Regions from separate parts of the Oryctolagus cuniculus genome. Here region 1 is linked to region 2. Evidence: chromatin contacts called from public Micro-C data. All regions are on one chromosome and are shown on one strand. The core of a region is the stretch at or near the end of the contact, and the rest is flanking DNA. Distances in the headings are between cores, read along the strand shown. Region 1 overlaps RAD51B (RAD51 paralog B). Region 2 overlaps RAD51B (RAD51 paralog B).

The links. A called contact is a pair of places that touch in the nucleus more often than the background predicts.
Region 1: a Micro-C map of ear pinna shows a contact between it and region 2, with 2.7 times the contacts expected there. The contact joins two enhancer-like sites. A contact is called at or near these places in 3 of 6 Hi-C or Micro-C datasets (ear pinna, embryonic fibroblasts and skin fibroblasts).

The regions. Positions count from the first base shown.
Region 1 is chr20:14,094,136-14,099,763 of mOryCun1.1, forward strand. All of the region lies in intron 7 of RAD51B (RAD51 paralog B), which reads left to right. It overlaps LOC103351641 (a long non-coding RNA gene), which reads right to left. Exons shown (of 3, transcript XR_007911782.2): 2 at 4,435-4,591. Among named protein-coding and RNA genes, the nearest start is that of RAD51B, 380 kb to the left of the region's middle. Within about 2 kb of position 4,361, at least 3 of the 8 cell types and tissues checked have an H3K27ac peak or open chromatin away from gene starts, as enhancers often do. A contact at or near this core is called in ear pinna, where this site is marked.
Region 2 is chr20:14,004,679-14,010,119 of mOryCun1.1, forward strand. The region is part of intron 7 of RAD51B (RAD51 paralog B); the gene reads left to right. Among named protein-coding and RNA genes, the nearest start is that of RAD51B, 290 kb to the left of the region's middle. Within about 2 kb of position 3,878, at least 4 of the 8 cell types and tissues checked have an H3K27ac peak or open chromatin away from gene starts, as enhancers often do. A contact at or near this core is called in ear pinna, where this site is marked.

The DNA of each region.
Region 1 (5,628 bases), core at 3,111-5,610, 90 kb after region 2:
TTTTCTTTATTTTTATTTATTTAAAGAGGACATATACAGTGACCTCTCATTTGCTAGCTTATTCCTCAAATGCCTACAACAGCTGAAACTGGGGTAGGCCAAAGCCAGGAGCCTGGAACTCAATCTGGGTCTCCCCATGTGGGTGATAAGGACCCAACTACTTGAAACATTACCTGCTCCCTCCCAGGGTGTGCATTAGCAGGAAGCTGGTATTAGAAATAAACTGAGGCTCCACCCCAGGTACCTTGAGAGGCTGTGCGTGGGATGTGGGTATTCTAAGTGGTATCTTAACTGTTACACCCAATGCCTGCCCTGGTGCTTAGGGTTTTTTACAAAACTCTTTGTTGGAGGAACTTTTGTGGATAAGATGAGCAGCACTTTGCATTTAGAATAGTATAAGAAATAATATCTGAGATTTTTGGATAATTCTCACTGTAAGTGAGGCATGAAGGTGCCTCTGGCCTACTCATCTCCACTGTAGTAGGAATTTGCCATTTTCAAGGTCTCATATGTTGCTGGATGAGAAATAAATGTGTAGTAGACATCTGCAATAAAAGCTAGGTTAATCTGCTCACTGCCCATTACAGAGTAGGGCCATCTTCAAGGCGCTAAGAGTAGCAAGAACCTAATCTCCAGTCCTAGGCCCAGCTATAGCCCTGCAAGGCCATTGCCATATATTGAACAGTACTCCTTCTTCAGTTTATCATTTGCCCTGTTTCCAAAGAGGCCCTGAAAACTGGAACCAACTGGGCAATTTCCCCACTCTAATTTGAGGCTTGCCTGTGTGTTTCTTGTTGGGTAAACCAGAACTGTGTCACAGATCTGCTGAATCTTTGTGCCCATGCAGCTCTCACCACTCCCTCACCTCTGATTCAGGCTCTGATACAAAGGTCGTGAGCTGTTTCTGTGGCCGTGGTGGCAGCTTTCTCATCTGACACCAGATTGACATTCAACTTGAACTGGGTTGAAGCAGCTCGGATTCCTAGCACATCCCTGCATTCTAACCCTGCTCTTCAGAATCATTGTGACTTTTTCAACTGGTGTCCAGGGCTGAGAGCCACGGAGGAAATCAGATCTGTAGCCAGTGGAGAGATTACAAAGGCAGGAAATTATAAGACTAAATACTACAGGTGACTTTCTCTTTTAACATCATGTGGATTTTATTTAAGGCTTTCATTACAACGAATAGAAATTAACCTTGACTAATGTAAAGGAAAAAAGAACAATTTGAATGAATATGGAGTGGGTCATGAAGTTGAATGAAAAAAATGGAAAATAAAACAGATTTTCAAAACAAGACAACTCCAGAAACACAGAGGACAGCAACTAATAAACAGTCTGATTGAAGAACCAGTGCAGGGATGTAAATAATGCTGGCATTTTCAGATCTTTATGGTTTGGCTAGTGATTCAGATTCTCAGAAGAGAATCTCACTGCCTGACTTGGGTGATGAACCAACTCTGGACCAGGGGAAAGCCCCATGCCTCAGATGACAGTGTAACCAACACTGCCCTTAGTGAAGGCTGAGCCGAACCAGAATGTTCCACCAAAAGAAGGGGAAATGCAAAGACAGCAGATGCCCAACAAGGAACCTTTCCTCTGTAGGGCGGTACTGGGAGGGAGTAAATTCAGCCTCATAGCCAAAGAAACTGGTCCCTGGACAGGCATTCTTCCCTCCCTCCCTCCTTCCCTCCCTCCCTTCCTTTCTTTCCTAATTATTATTATTATTTTTTTAGATTTATTATTTATTTGAAAGGCAAAGTTACAGAGAGAGAGAGAGGGAGAGAGAATCTTCCTTCCACTGGTTCACTCCCCAAATGGCCTCAACAGTTAGGGCCATCTCCCATGTGGCTGCAGGGACCCAAGGACTTGGGCCATCCTCCACTGCCTTCTCAGGCACATTAGCAGGGAGCTGGATCAGAAGTGGAGCAGCCAGGACTAGAACTGGCACTCGTATGGGATGCTGGCATTGTAAGCGTCAACTTTACCTGCTTTGCCACAATGAGAGCCTATGGCATTCTTTTCTTAACAGTTGTCAAAAAGACCCACATCCAGGGCCAGCCTTGTGGCATAGCAGGTAAAGCTGCCATCTTTGACACCTACATCCCATATGGAATGCTCCACTTCCAATCCAGCTCCCTGCTAATGGCCTGGGAAAAGCAGCAGAGGCTGACCCTAGTGTTTGGGCTTCTGCCACCCACATGGGGAACCCAGATGAAGTTCTTAGCTGCTGGCTTCATCCTGGCCCAGCCCTGGCTGTTGTGGCCAGCTGGGGAGTGAACCAGCAGATGGAAGACCTCTCTCTTTCTCTCTCTCTCTCTCTCTCTCTCTCTGTGTGTGTGTCTCCCCTTTCTCTCTGTAACTCTGACTTTCAAATAAATAAATCTTTAAAAAATAAAAAAAATAATGATCCACATCCCCCTAGGAGGGTTCTTGACTGTGATTTCAGCATTCTTTTTGTCTCTAATGCCTTATAGAATTGAAGTCAGTAATTAGCAAAGAGCATCTTTGATTATTGTAGTTGCCTGCAGTAGAATGCCTCTTAAAAATCACTTGAATAAGATAAAATCACCGTCAGCCTCAGCATCATCAAAATGTGGGCCAGTCATTAGCAGTGAAGGGTCAGAAGAGCGTCCTGGCCACTTTCTCACTTGTGGCTGTATAGACTGACAGGATTTGAGTCTTTGAGGGCTTGACTGGAGCGAGTGACTTCAAAGGCTTTGGCAAGAGGGATATTTCTGCTTCTATAGGCTGAGGGATTTGTAACAAGAAGCCATATTGTGGGGAGCAGATTGTAACAACAAGGGGGTTTTCAATGAGGATGCACGTTGATCTGGAATGTTTTCTCATCTGTGTTCACTCATCCCTGGATATCTTCCCTTCGTGCTCTCTTTTTCAAGTGGATGACCAGCTGCGTGCCACCTTTCTCTTCCTCTTGGCCTCTGTTCCTGATTCTTTCTCTCCCCGAGCCACTCCGCTTGCCTCCCTCCAGTCCTGTGTTTTTCTAAATCTTTTTCATCTCCCCTTTCTTTTCCTCCTGTGGTTGATTCATCTGTAGCTTCTGTTCCTCTTTCCTCAAATTCCCTTCCTTTTCCCTTCTTCTCTGAACTACCATTTGACTCTCCGCTGCCACCCAGGCATCTTCTCTCTTCTGCTGTTGAGCCTCAGTGTGCCTGACCTATGTGCCAAAAGGCAGGATCCCCAGGCCTCCTCCATGCCATTGCAGTGAAATGCAGCAGCTGTCTTTGCCCAACAAGAGATAAAGAACCCCAGCAGTGGCTGTTTGCATATGTCTGTTCCTGTGGGTTCATGAGACTTGAGACAGATGACAGTGTTCCCTGAAAGGAGAGGGACTTCTATCCCTTCAGGTCAGGAAGAGAATTGAGCAGAGAGCTTTGCCTAAGCTTATTTCTTTATTAAGTTTGTGGGCAAGAACCTAAGATGTTATATAAGGAAAATAGCTGATATTAAAGAGAGAAATGGAGACAGGAGACCAATAAACAATCAGGCACTAGATATCCTGCTGACACATTATTGATAGCAGACACGAGGAATGTATTATAAATGCAATGATAGAACAGAAAGCGGCACTAGGATAGAAAGAAGTGGTAATAAAATCCAAGTGATTCATATGTTTAAATGAAAGAAGAAAGAGAGCAGTGCACTTCATGCAAAAGGGCAAGAGAATGGAAGCAGAGGCGTAACTGGTGGAGAAAAATGAAACAGAAATACAGGAAGCCCTCACATCGATAAAACAGTACCTGTCAAACAACAAACAAAGGAAAATGCAACCACGCTGCTCAGATGCATCACCTGTAGTACTTCGGGTGTAAACAGTGGTATAATACTAGAGTAATGTCTTAAAGACATCAGCCGTCAAGTCTCCCAAAAAGGGAATGGTAAGAATTGGATTAGATGAAGTAAGGAAAATGCTACGTGACGCACATCTGAAGGGGGAAAGGGGATTTTCAAAGGCACTGGCAGGGTAGCAACTGGCACGGAAGAAAAGCAAGATGGTGCTGCCTACCCCGAGTGCTGGGAGACCAAGCTGGCCTGAGAAACAGCAGACCCACCTAACTGTTTGCCAAGTACTGTGCTAGGCGCTTTGCATTCACTTCTAATTTAAGCCTCACATACGTAAAAGTGAAGCCAAAGACTGAGAATGATATCCATGGGGAGGAAAAAGCAAAGGGAATTTTCTGAGCCACTTCCAAAGTCACGAGGCTCAGGGGGAATAACTTTGATTTTGTCAAGTCAGAGTGAGCAGCCAAAGGCAGCAGACATAGGATATTGTCAGAGGTAAATCACCCAGCTCGGTCTGTTCTGTCTTATTGCAAGGTCATAGGACCACGGCAAGCCAGCCAAATGTTTCAGCTATGGAAATCCCCTAACTTTCCAACTGCTGCGGTCCCACAGCTCTGAGCTTTTACTCACAGGATGGCTCTCGTCCAGCTTTCAAATCTCTCCAAGTTGATTAATCATTTTCTTGTTCTGACTCATTCAGGCCTCGAGAAAATAGCTGTGGGTTCTGGATAGGCTGTGTAGATCAAGGAGGTCAGATAAATGGCTTGATGTTGGTCTGTAGAAAAACCTAGAAAATAATGCCAGAAAGCTTTTTAAGCCCACCGTCCTTACATACTAGTAAGTGGCTTGTGAGTGTGTGTGGGGCAGAATATTTCACAGGCGTTAGCAAACGTGGGCCTATGTGTGTATTATCCTTCGTAGTGTAAGATTAGGTATTCTAAAAGGTCTACTGTATGGTGACAGCTACTTTTAAGTCAGTTTAGCTAGACTATGGGCTGGATCATAAGCCTCTACCAATAGTATCAGCAAGCCATATGCAGTGCTGAGTATTTACCAGACACTGTTTGCAGGACTGAAGGGACAGCCCTGATTGTCTAAGTCAAGGCCGTATATTGCAGATTACATCTTTTGAGGTCAGGCTAACAATCCTCATAGTTTGTTATAGTTTATTACAGAAGAAGTGTTCACATTTAGATTCTTCATTATGCTTTTAAGTCACACTGGAAAGTCTTGTCATGCTTTAATCTCATGGTGTATGCACTGAATTCATGGACACTGATGAAGTACCCTAGTGCAAATCATTGAGATAAAGTAGTAAATAAGAAAGCACCCCAGACATTGTATTAGCCACTGTGTTAGTGCTTCGTGATTGGTATGAGCAAAATACTTAGGAAAACACATGAGAAGCAACAAATATTTCTACAAAGGAGATGAGGAAACTTTTGGGTTGGAACTCGTAGAATATAAAGTGTTTTCCAGATTGACAAGGGAGGGAGGAACATCATCAATACAGGAACAGCATACGCAAATGCAAAGAGGTGTGGAAAGAGTAGTGTGTTCAAGATAAAGTAAGACATTTCTTAAGGACTTTTGGCAAAAAATGAGGCTCTATCAGTTAGTTGAAGTCGAAATTGTGGTGGACCTTGCATTACCTGCCAAGGCCTTACTCTGTAAGACTGAAAGGGCTTATGGAGGTTCTAAAGAGAGTTATTTCATTTGATTACATTTTCAAAAGGAGAATTCTGATGATAACATCGGGTGGGAGAAAAGGATCACGCGGAGACCAGCTGGAAAGCTGCTGTGTGGTCTAGAAGTGGTACCAGG
Region 2 (5,441 bases), core at 2,628-5,127:
TGCTAACGAGTCATAATTGTAAAATTCCCCATTTAAAATATTTTCAAGGAAACTGAAGCTCAGAATTCAATGTGGTCAGAAAAAGGACAGATTTTCAGTAAATGAGGCTGGGAAAATTGGATACCACAAGCAAGGGAGTGAACCAACTCCTCCTTCCATCTTTTACCATATACAAAAATAATCTCAAAATGTCTAAGCACCTTATTGTAAGACCTGAAATTATGAAACTATTAGGGAAAAACACTATTAGGACATTGGAATAGACTAGGATTTTGTGGATAAGACCCCAAAAGCACAGGTAATAAATAAAGCTAAGATAGAAATCAAACTAAAACATTTCTGCACAGCAAAGCAAACATCATTCAGATTGAAGAAACAACCTATCAAACAGGAGAAAATATTTGAATACTATGCATCTGACAAGGGGTTACAGACCAGAACATAGAAGGTGTCGCTCCCCCTCTTCGTGGAGGAACGACACAGGACCCTGCGCTGTTCTTTCGTCTGCTCGGCCCTCCCCGGGTTTGCTGCTGGTTCTTCCCGGGTTGGCTACTATCCCTTCCACCTCCGTGGAAGGGCAGTTCCCCCTGGCCGCATTCCCCACTTCCGCAGGGGAGCGGCACACCGCCGGCCGGCTCTCTCGGGGGCTGCACGGGTGTTCCTTCAGCTAGATGTTCCCCATAGATGTTCCTGGTGCATGCCGTCTCTCTCCTCCTTTATAGTCCTCCTCCGCCAATCCCAACTCGGCTGCCCACACGCCGAGTACGCCGCTCTCCTCCAATCAGGAGCAAGTCCTACAGTTAATTGGTTGAACTGGAGGCAGCTGTGCGGAAGCTGTTTACTTCTCTCCCAGCGCCATATTGTGGGAGAGCAGATGCACAGAATAAGTCTTAATTCCAGTAACAGTCTAGTCCGAGCTGCTCCCCACAGAAGGAACTCCTCAGTAGCACAGAAACAATGGATCCTATTAAAAAACGGGCAATAGATCTGATTAGACACTTACCAAAGGAAGAAGATGTACAAATGGCCAGCAGGTGCATGGAAAAGTTATGCACATCACTAATCATCAGGGTAATACAAATCAAAACCACACCGAGATAGCACTTCACTCCTGTTAGAACGGCTGTTATCCAAAAGACAAGAGGTACAAGAGAGCTGGCGAGGATGTCGGGAAAAGGGGAAGCTTGTGCACGGTTTGTGGGAATGGAGATTAGTACAGCCATTGTGGAAAACAGTGCGAAGTTCCTCAGAAGGCTGAAACTGGAGCAGTGGGATTGCTGGATTGCAGCTCGAGGAGATAGGATGGATCTGTTAAAGAAGACCTACACTCTCACGTTTGTTGCAGCTCTGTTCACAATAGCCAAGAGATGGAGGCAACCACAATACGCAGCAAATGATGAGTGGCTAAAGAAAATGGGACATACACGCATCATGAGATACTATTTGTTCAGGGTACTGCTCCCCAACAGGGATGAAATCTTGTCATCTGTGATAACTTGGAGGTCATTATGTTAGGTGAAAGGAGCCAGACAAGGAGTGACGGGTAGTATGAGATCTGTCTCATAAGTAAATCTCAAAGACTGAGCTCATGGCAATAGAGAATGGAATGGTAGTTATCAGAGGCTGGGGAGAGCAGGGGATTCATTGGCAGGAGGAAGAAACATTGATTAACGGTATTGAGTTGTAGTTAGATTGGGGAAACAAGTTCTGTGTTTGGTTGTATAGTGGAGTAACTATAGATAGCCATAGTGTACTTTACTTTTTTTTATAATTTTTTTTAATTTGACAGAGTTACAGACAGTGAGAGAGAGAGAGACAGAGAGAAAGGTCTTCCTTCTGTTGGTTTGCCCCACAAATGGCCGCTGGGGCCGGCACTGTGCCGATCCGAAGCCAGGAGCCAGGTGCTTCCTTCTGGTCTCCCATGCAGGTGCAGGTGCCCAAGCACTTGGGCCATCCTCCACTGCCCTCCTGGGCCACAGTAGAGAGCTGGAATGGGAGAGGAACAACCGGGACTAGAACCCGGTGCCCATATGGGATGCCGGCACTGCAAAGCGGAGGATTAACCAAGTGAGCCACGGCGCTGGCCCCACTATACATTTTTAAAATGAAAAACTAGGAGGCCAGGAAGGGGAACTTTGAATGTTTTTATCAAGAAGAGATGATTGATGTTTAAAGAGTTGATACTGATGTTCTCCCCAAATTGAACATCGCAGAATGTATACATGTATTGAGAGACCACATAGAAACTCATAAATATGTGCAACTTTTGTGTATCAGATACAAATAAGAAAAAATTAAAATATTTATGTCATATTTGTTGCACAAAATAAAATATATAGGCATGTAGGTCTAATAAAAATTCTTAAAAGAACAAGGTTGGTGGCCGGTGCCATGGCTCACTAGGCTAATCCTCTGCCTGCGGCGCCAGCCCAGTGGGTTCTAGTCCTGGTCGGGGCACCGGATTCTGTCCTGGTTGCCCCTCTTCCAGGCCAGCTCTCTGCTGTGGCCAGGGAGTGCAGTGGAGGATGGCCCAAGTGCTTGGGCCCTGCACCCCATGGGAGACCAGGAGAAGCACCTGGCTCCTGGCTTTGGATCAGTGCGGCAGCCATTGGAGGGTGAACCAACAGCAAAGGAAGACCTTTCTCTCTGTCTCTCTCTCTCTCTCACTGTCCACTCTGCCTGTCCAAAAAAAAAAAAAAAAAAAAAGGTTGGGCATTTGGCTTTGTGGTTAAGTTGCCAGTTGGGATGCCTGGATCCCATGTTGGAGTGCCTACTTTGAGTCCACGATCTGCTCCTTATTCAAGCTTCTGGTCATTGCACACCCTGGGAGGGAGAAAGTGATGGCTCAAGTGGCTGGGTCCCACCACCCATGTGGTAGGTGAGTTCCTGGGTCCTGAACAGCTATGGCTATTGGGAGAATTTGGAAAGTGAACAAGTAAATGGGAGCTCTCTTGCTCTCTCTTTCTGCCCTCCATCCCACCTATCAAATAAATAAAATAAATAAAAACTTTAAATTGTTAGTTTATACTGAACAGATTTTTATTGTTAAATTAAATAATCAAGCCCCAAAGCCATTTTTTTCCTCATCTTCAGAGGCAAAATATGGTTGATGGGAAAGGTTCATGTATTTTCATGTTTGAATCCAGCGTGATAAAGTCAAAGAGAAATTGGGAAATAATTAATTTATCTGTAGCTTTCCATATACCACAAAAAATCCTAACTCTACCACTTAAAATTTCTTTGTTTCTGCAAGATGACAATGATTTTTTTTGTAATTTTAGAGGCTTTTTATTTAAAAAGATCACTTGAAATATTATGGATTCATCCTATTCTCTAAGAACTGGTGGCTAAAGCAGTTTCTTCTAGAATTGTATAGTACACTATAATAGGGACTTTTTAGCATGTCAGAGATCCTAAAAAATCTATACAATTCAAGCCATTCATTTTTAAATTTCAAAACATCTCCTGGAGATATCCTATTGGTGCCTTTTTTTTAAGCTTTTATAGATGAGGGAACAGGTATAAAAAGATGGATGCTTCTGCCTTGTGTCATTCAAGAAACAGAAATTCAATGCACATATCGCATCGTTCTTGTATTGAAACTCTTATGAGGACTATCCTTTGTGTCTATGTGAAATTATTACTGTTTCCCACTGACAGCTTCAAGGTTTGCCTCAATAACAGCAATGCTTATTTTTCACAACTCTTTGGAACTAAATAGGCTAGTCTAGCCTAGGCAAAATTGGTGCAAGCCCTGGGTGAGTTCTCTCAGGGGTTGGCAGTAGGGGGCTGAGCTCTCCCACTGCCTCGCTCTTGGCAGAGAATTTCATTCTTCTTAATCCTCCCTCCACCCCCAATTTTCTCCCACCTGAACTAATATTTGCCACCTCTCTCCTCAGAGGGTTGTCATGACTACTGATGAGTTCATGTTGATAAAATATCCTGGCCTTTCTGGAAGAAAGGTTTTAGAGAGGTGCACAAACAGCGCTGGCCCCAACACCAGTCCTGAGCCACAGGAGTGGGCACTGGGCAGCCTTGGATCAGGTTAACCAGATCCCTGATTGTGATCCACGGCAGCCTTGAGAGTGCACATCTGGTTTGAGATGTTGGAAGCCAGGTAATCCTTATAGCAGCCACGCAGTAATGTCTCCTCACTGCTTCTGTTTCCTGCTAATCTGAGGAGCAGCAGATGCCTCGCTTGGAAACCCTCCCAGAGGGTTGGCATGCCATGCTGATTATCTCACTAAGCCCTAAATTTTTCCTGCAGAAAAAATCTCTTGAAAGGCTATTCCAAAATATGACAGTGAGAGGTCATGACAGATAATCAGATCAGTTTATGAAAAGTTAAGGATGAGTCATGTCACTCCTAAAGGGGTTGGCACCAATTTATTACACAAAACCCAACACCGAAGGAAGAAAAAGCCTTTAGCCTCATTAAGGAACCCAGACAAAAATCCCACTTAATCCATCTTGCTTTTCCTTTTCCTCCAATTCAGCTGGTGTGCAGGTGTAGGGCCACTTGGCAGAAGCTTTGAACATTTGGAGAAGGGAGTCATTACTGAAAGTCACTGACACACACTTCCCTTGGAATGCTGCTGATGTCATGGAAAACCAGGACCTTAGCAATAACCCCTAACAACCAGAGCTACAGTAAACAGTAAATGTTACCTCCACCAAGGCATTGGGTTTTAAAGAGTTTTAACAGGCAAGGGCTTGCCAGCCACAACTCATAAAAATGTTCTTATAATTCTACCCTACTCTCTGAAAGCGCTGGGTAACTTGCTGAGGTTTCCCTGCCACTTGGAGATGCAAAGCCAGATTCGCATCAGTTTCAAGGTCCACTAATCAGAATTTAGAGCATTTCTTTTGCAGTCTTCTTCATACCCCCTCCGCAGCCCATGGGGTTAGGTCTGGTAGATTTAACACCTTTGCAAATAAGTCTCTTGTCTTACTGAGTTGCTTCAATTTCTGCTGATGGGGTGAATTGATGTGCTAGATTTTGCCTGGTGTTTTATTAGTCTAGTGATTAACCCAATCTGGTTAATTGGTAGTCTTCAATCTGTACATTACATTCTAACCATTTTTAAACAGTTGGGCCAAAGTGACATCCTAGAGTTGAAACTCCAGACTAAGAGCAGATCCAGAAAACAAGTGTTTGCTACCACCATGTAAAACAGTTCAGAAAACAGCTCCAGATAGCAAGAGCAGGCACAGCAATCAAAAGGTGTGGGAGCGTTTTCTCCCAGAGTAAGCTGACTTTGAGTAGAAAAGATTGATCGGCTATTTCTTCATAAACCAAACCCAGCGTGGCTTTATTTAGACCTGTCCACGCTGTGGGAAGAGGTAGAAGGCTAGCAGTTCTTTTAGAAGGCATTGTCAAGGTGACTGTATTGTTTGTCATCAAAGCTAGGATACTTTTGAGAATGAATGGGCTCTGTTAC